Linked DNA regions of Mus musculus: region 1 is linked to region 2. Evidence: chromatin contacts called from public HiChIP or PLAC-seq data. All regions are on one chromosome and are shown on one strand. Each heading gives the region's core, a stretch centred on a gene start, on an enhancer-like site or on the middle of the called end of the contact. The rest is flanking DNA. Distances are from core to core; before and after follow the strand shown.

Region 1 (3,898 bases), core at 276-2,775, 470 kb before region 2:
CAAACAGATGAAAATGACCTTAGTTATTTAATTATATAAATCATGGTGGTGAATTTTAAGTATTTATTACATTATTTTAAATGTATTTCTACTACCTTGCCTTGTCTGTCCTGGAACAGAAGAACCCTGAACTTCTAAGTCCTGTGTCCTCACCCCCCCCCCCACCTCACCTACAGCACCAAAGCTGGAACCGTGACCTCAGTCTTTCCGAGTTGGGAGGGGAGGGGTGGTTGGGAATTAACCAATGTCCCACAGGTATGGCCTTTGTTTGAGAACAGGATGCAAATAAGTTTCACTTCTATGCTTTGCATGGGCTGAACTCCTCGGGGCTGCGGGGCTGCGGAAGGAGGAACAGTCTCCGGACAAACCGAGGAACAGGGAAATGAGCCTTACTTTGTGTGACACCTTGCCTGGCTTCCCACTCCCATTCTCCTCAGTTTGCTTGGAAACTTGACGATTTGACATTTAAAGGTCAACTGGGTTACCTAAAGGGAGAACAGGTTTCCTGTGAAAGCCACTCAGGAATCAGCTTATCAGGTAGCCTCTGGGGCAGGGAGTGGTCTGCAGAAAAGAACATTTAATGGGACAAAGGGAAGGAGGACCTAGCAACAGTTTTGCGGTGAAGCCTTGGGTTGGTGGACGCTGGGAAGAGGAAAAGACAGACGCGGCAGGCGGTAGGAAGAGGGGCGGAGGAACGTGACCCCGTTCAATCCTATTCATCAGAGCTCTGTTGCTCTGATTTTACACAGTTTTGTGAGGAAGTTCACCTCCTCACTCTTCTGTGTCCTCCACAGCGAAATGCCAGGGATAAAGTGAATGAGGAAGTAAAGCCCAGTGCCTGGCACCTGATCCAACCTCAACATTTCCCAGCCCCCCTCGTAGAGGCCTGTGGGGCCCAGGTGTTGTTCCCATCCCCTCCCCTACTCCCACCCCCACCCCACACTTCGCTTCGCCCCGCCCCCGCCCCCAGTATATTGGTCACTCACTTAGGGAACACCAATTGTCAAGTGCCAATCCTGTTTTAGATAGTCTGGTATGCTCACAACTCTTGTGATGTAGGCTCATACAGGTAGCTAAGAGTATGTTGGAAACCTGGCTTCCTGCTTAGCTAGGGGAGACCTGGGCTAGTCACCCGGCTTCCACTTCTTGTCTATGAATCACCATACCTAGCCTGCAAGATTGTTGCGGGGAGAAGCATTGCTTAATTATTTAGTAGCTGAGTAAGTTGCAGGTATTAAACAGGTCTGTGCGACCTTGGGCAGACCACTCCACTCTCTCTGGGTCTTGGTTTCCTCCTTTGTGTATCTTGGGACGGAAGATCTCAGAGGCGGCCGGTTCTAGCCTTCTGTTATTCTATGACAAACAAGATTGTCTGCCTCACTCTGTCCCTGCCTAGCTACACAGAGATTAGACTGTTTGCTTTTGCAACGCTCAGATAGCAAAGACCTTTGACAGCTGAGAAGGCTCCTTCATTCCCTCCCCTTGAACCCAGTTCAAAGCTGTAGGACAAGGGGCACCAGGATTAGAAAAGAAGGCAGAGCACCAGGTGGCAAGATCTGGGTGTGGCGAAAACTGCCTAGAGGGATAGAAGCCATCTAAGGTGAGGACTTACAGGGAGGACGATGGTTGCTTGAGGCCCGGAGATTCTAGTCCCAAACTGGTAGGGCTTGGGGAGATTTCACACACGCCCACGGGGGCACGCGTGCACACACACACACACATACACACACACACGCACACACCAGTTTCAGAAGACAACTTTTTTTTCCTGAATACTGGCTGGATGAGGCAAAAGCTTTTTCTTAAAAAGGAAAGAGGCACTGTAAATGGTTTTTCTAAAGTAAGAGATGGGAGGTTATAGACAACGCTTAGGACTCCTGGCTTAGAGGTAATGAAGGGATAGACTGAAGGCTGATGGGAATAATTCTCCATGCTGTCCTGAGGTCCGTAACTCAGTAATGGCATGCAGGCTGAACACTCTGAGTGTAGTACACTAGACCTTGGCTGAAAGTGGGAAGATTCTCTCTCACCTGTCCCTGGGGAAGATTGGAAGCACTGGCGGCGATTCATCTACAGAATTCCTTGTTCTTTTCCTTCCCTCCCCTCCCCTCCCCTCCCCTCCCCTCCCTTCCCTTCCCTTTCCTTTCCTTTCCTTTCCTTTTCCTTTTTTTTTTTTTTTTTTTTTTTTTTTTTTTTTTTTTTTTTGAGGCAGGGTCTTAGTGTGCTGCTCAGGCTGTCCTGGAACTCACTATGTACACCAGGCTGACCCTGAATCCAATCAGAGCCACCTGCCTCTGCCTCACAAGTGCTGTATTAAAGACAAGCACCATCATACGTGGCTCCAGACCATCCTAGGTCAATGAGACTATACATAAGATTTGTTTGTGTTTGTTTGTTTGTTTGTTTGTTTGAATGGAAAATTTGGAACTGTGTGTAAGGGCTCGTTTTCCATGATGTGTGGTGGTTTTGTTTGTTTGTTTGGTCTTTTTGTTTTGTTTTATTTTTTGTTTTTCCTTTACTTATTTGAGCACACCCTTGTTTTCCCACTGTAATTTTTTTTTATTGTCAGTCAAGGCCAAGGTGCTGCTCTGCAGTTGAGAGAACTCGCTCATTAAGAAGGGTCTGAGCCAGCCGGGCGTGGTGGCGCACGCCTTTAATCCCAGCACTCGGGAGGCAGAGGCAGGCGGATTTCTGAGTTCGAGGCCAGCCTGGTCTACAAAGTGAGCTCCAGGACAGCCAGGGCTATACAGAGAAACCCTGTCTCGAAAAACCAAAAAACCCAAAAAAAAAAAAAAAAAGGGTCTGAGGCCCCAAGCTTTTAAATTCATGAGCTTTGGGTTCTCTTCCTAGCCAGAGTGTCTCTGCTAAATGACCAACCTCCTGGCATTTCCCCATATAGCTTGCCCATTATCAAGATTGCATTTCTTCATTTACCCAAGCTCTAATGTGTGCCAGCAATTCCACGTCTCTCCTTTAGCAAATGTAGTGTTCAAGTTGTTATTTTCCTCTGAAACCTTGCTTTTAGTGTAAAAAAGCTGAATACTAGCTTACTCTTAGTGCTTGTCATCAACCACTGTGATCCCTTTAACAGATTGGTCATCTAGCCAATACAGGGAAAAGACACACACACATATACATATACACACATACAAACACATATGCACACAAACACACACATGCACATACCCAATACACATACACAGACATACACATATATACACACATACATAGACGTGCACATATATACACACATACATATACACACATACACACACATACATATACACACATACATGTATATATACATACACATACACACATATATACAACACACATACATACACATGCACACATATACACACACATATATACATACATACACATGCACACATATACACACATACACACACATATACACATACATACACATGCACACATACACACATACATAAACACACATATACACATACACACACACACACTCACACACTACCCGCCCACCCAGTCATTACCCCATATGTTAGTTTGTATACTTCATGATTAGCAAGGTCAAATCTCTAAAACAATTGTTTAACTTATTTTGAGGAAAGAAAAAAAAGCTTAATACCTGACAGAAAAAAACTAACTACCCCTTATTCCTCTGTGTAGACAAAAGGAAACCTGGTTTAACTGAAGCAGAGCTGGGTAGGGTGAGCGCGCCTGCAATCCCAGCACTTGGGAAGCTGAGGTCTGAGGACTACTTCAAGTTCAAAGCCAGTGTGTTCTTCGCAGGCCTGCATAGTGAGATGCCATCTAATTACAAAAAGAGAAAAAGAAGAAAGAAATGGAGAATGTTTTGGGTGGTGTGAGCCTGTGTGTGTGTGTGTGTGTGTGTGTGTGTGTGTGTGTGTGTGTGTGT
Region 2 (3,701 bases), core at 564-3,063:
TTCCATTCAGAGTTTTGGCAAATGAATACAGAGGTCAGAGTTCATGCTACGTAAGGCAGATCACTACTTACTTCTTAGTATGCTCACTAAATCTGCTAATATTGTCATTTCAATTTTAAGTGACTTTCTACAAGTCTACTGGGACGATGGCTAATGATCTGCAAGCTGGAAGGCACAAATATAGGTGGAGAGCTACAAGATTTGTAACAGTTCCTCATGTGCTTAAAAGGCTTAATTTTAAAGATCATAATTGACATTATCAAAGCATCAAGCAAGCCTAGAAGAAAAACATGTAAACCTGAAAAAAATAATTACTTACAGAATTTTGTTGTTAAGTTCAATCATAGAAAAGCTAGCATTTTTGTCGATTTAGGTGGAAAAAGTTGTACTATTACTTTTACAGATGAGTAAAATTATTCAATCACTCTCAATATTTCACATAAATAAATTTGGCAAGCATTAATGTACTTAAAATTTGCAAGACTTACAATGTACTAGGAGTTTTATTTTTCTTAATATGCTATTTCCTGCTATAATATTGTGTCAAAAAAATAAACCTAACTCAATAGTGAACTACAATAACGTGTTATCTGATGAAATCCCTTGTTTTTTAATAGGCCTGTTTTTAAAAGTGAGACTCAAGTTAACTATGAGGGACATCATAATGAAGTTTCACAGTACAACACTAGTCACAGAGGCATTGCCCTAGGAGAGCCTGACACTGGTAAACAGTATTCTGAAATAGGCTACTCAGACACTCCATTATTCTCCCTACTTCAAATCATTTAATTAACAAACAACTTGCCTTTGACCAGACTAAAAGCTTTAAATGTCAATGATGAGGCCTAGTTACGGGCTGGGTCCGTAGAAAAGAGATTACCACCTCATTCGGAATTATTTCTCTATCTGTAGTGGAAATTGTTTCAGTTCCCTTCCCATTATGTCTCCCTTTCCCCCAACACTACACTGGAAGGGAGTAACTCAAAGTCTTCCCCTCGTCTATACCTAAAGACTGTGGAGGTTCCTTCCCCAAGGAGAAGACAGCAAAGGCCCCGGCCGGCGATCTCCAGAACACCCCGAAAAGCGTGGGCCTGGGGGGTGCGCTGCGGCCGGGGGATCCAGTTACTACCTTTCCCCTTCCCCCAACCCACTTCCCGGGTTTTCTCGGCCTGCTCCTTCTTCCCCACCGCCTAGTCACACTTCCAGATGTTGCCGCCACCGCCTCGGGGCTCCCTCTAGAGCTCACGTGCCCCCGACGAGTGCTTCGGCATCGGCCCTCCAAACCCCGTTCCTCCCCAGGCCGGCCGGCCGGCCAGCCGCCCGCGAGACCGCCTCTCCCAGGGCCCGGGGAGGGGAGGGAAAGGCGGCGGGAGGAGGAGGGGAGGCCGCCGCTTCCCCAGAGGCAGAGAGGCGGCCGCAGCGAAGCCGGCCAGGGCCCGCCGGGGGTCGCGGAAGGAAGGGGCCCTGCCGCCCGGGGCTGAGATGGGGGCGTCCGGTAGCTCGTTCCTGACCTCCTCGCTCTTCAGCACCTCCTTGAACTCCCGCTTGATTCGCTGCACCGCGATGTTGGCCATGTCTCTGCCCGCAGCTGATTCGTACCCGCCTCCTCCGCCACCGCTACGACCACCGCCACCGCTGCCACCTCTTCCTCCGCCGCCGCCTCCTCCCTCAGCGATTCAGACCCGAGCACACGAACGCTGCCACTGCCACCCTCGCCGTCGCGTTCCTCCTCACTGTAGAATCACCTCCGCGCCCGGCCACCAAAATGGCGCCGGGTCCGCGCATGCGCACCACGCTGACCCGACCGGGCGGCGCAGCCGCTCCAGTGGGAGCCCCATACGTCTCCAGCAGCGAGCCCGCGCCGCGCCGCGCCGCGCGTCTCAGCCGGGGCTTCGGCCGCGTGGCTCCGCCCTGCCGGCGGCTGGGGCCAGGAGGGTGCGGCTTCGCGGCCTGTCCGCGGGGTCTGGGCCTGCCGGGTCCTCCCCTGCCCCTCGGCCTCCTTTACAGAGAGACCTCCAGTCCCTAGGCTGGGACCCGAGGTGGGAGCCCGGCCTGGCGGGTGTCCCCGGCCCTAGCCGGGCCGAGCCCCGCTCTAACTCGGCCAGACCCAGAACCCACGGGCTCGAAGTGCCTCCCTGTGTCTAGCGGAGGAAAAAGCTATGCAGGAACTGGGTCCTGCCCAGCGTCCGTTGGTAAACCCCCGGGAAATCCACTGCCGTAGCTTTTGTTCTGGAACCATGATAAGGCAACTATTATTCGGTCATCTCAGGTATTACAGATGTTTAAGGTTGTGTAATGGTTGTGTCCCACGGCTTGTAATTGATACAGGTGTTGCCAGAAAGAGGCCTGTGATGGGTTTAAAAGCCAGAAGTTACATCTTTGCCCTGTTTAGATAATCAATGCTGAACTGCAGAACTAAGGTGTTTTTCAAACTTGAAAGTGCCTCGGAATCCCTGGAGAGCTGGTTAAGATTGTTAGCACCTATCTCTAGAGTGTGGATGGACCTAAGAATTGGCATTCCTAGCAAGCTCCCTGCTGCCCGTTTTTCAGCGGCCACGCTGTGGGAATGACTGGATTAAGCATGTGAAGAACTGTATTTATTATAGTGACAGTTGAAGAAATAGAAGGCCGAAAGAGCTTTAAACTTACAAAGGTGTTTGGCGCTTGTATTGAGTGAATATAGTTGAGTGGAGAAAAGAGAAACGAGTAAAATTATTTAATTGAGCAATAACGTGGAGAGGCTATTTGAAAGTGGTTAGTAGAGTTTAAAACAATATGGTGTGGGTGCTGAGAGGTACTTTGAAAATAACATTTTGAGCGCCGGGCATGGTGGCGCACGCCTTTAATCCCAGCACTCAGGAGGCAGAGGCAGGCGGATTTCTGAGTTCGAGGCCAGCCTGGTCTCAGAGTGAGTTCCAGGACAGCCAGGGCTATGCAGAAAAACCCTGTCTGGAAAAACCAAAAAAGTAAAAATAAAAAAAAAAGAAAGAAAATAACATTTTGAAATTATGAAGGTGTTATTGTAGGAATATGTTTCATGTATTCACCTAATCGATCAGTTCCGTATTCCATTTTAAGACTAATGCTAGCTGAGTGTGGTGGTACAAGCTTGTAATCCTAGATTGGGAGTCAGAAGCAGGAGGACCATCAGTTCGAGAATCATGTTTCCCTCATCTGTGAGATAAGGAGGTTGTTTAAACTTCTAAGAGTTCAATTTTTCTTTTTTTTTTTCTTTTTATATTTATATTATATGTAAGTGCACTGTAGCTATGTAGCTATCTTCAGACGTCCATAAGAAGGCATCAGATCTTGTTACAGATGGGTGTGAGCCACCATGTGGTTGTTGGGATTTGAACTCAGGACCTTCAGAAGAGCAGTCAGTGCTCTTAACCGCTGAGCCATCTCTCCAGCCCCAGTTCAAAATTTCTGAAACACTCAAAACCTTTCCCTGAGTATACTGACAAATTATAAAAGATCTTCTAGCAGAGCCCCCTAGTGGTGATAAGAGGGGGTTCTACTATATACTGAACACTACAAAGGATTTTTGCCATAATATAAATCTAGAAATGTTGTAGGTATTTGTGCCAATACAACCTAAACACTTTCTATCCCACTCTGCCTAACCTCAGGAGACATAAGGATACTCAGACAGGGGGAACTAGTTATAAAGGTCGGGTGAGTTCTTGGAGAGAAAGAGACTC

Evidence for each region. HiChIP or PLAC-seq counts read pairs in DNA pulled down with a chosen protein or histone mark.
Region 1: a contact with region 2 is called in a FOXA1 HiChIP or PLAC-seq map of pancreatic cancer cells. The contact joins the promoter of 9130230L23Rik here to the promoter of Ube2k in region 2. A contact is called at or near these places in 2 of 115 datasets of contacts at active chromatin or transcription factors (effector CD8 T cells and pancreatic cancer cells).

The regions. Positions count from the first base shown.
Region 1 is chr5:66,001,912-66,005,809 of GRCm38.p6, reverse strand. It overlaps 9130230L23Rik (RIKEN cDNA 9130230L23 gene), which reads left to right and starts at 1,525. Exons shown (of 7, transcript NR_027961.1): 1 at 1,525-1,600.
Region 2 is chr5:65,535,357-65,539,057 of GRCm38.p6, reverse strand. Ube2k (ubiquitin-conjugating enzyme E2K) reads right to left here and starts at 1,813. Exons shown (of 7, transcript NM_016786.4): 1 at 1,512-1,813. The coding sequence starts at 1,574. It also overlaps a transcript of Smim14 not described here.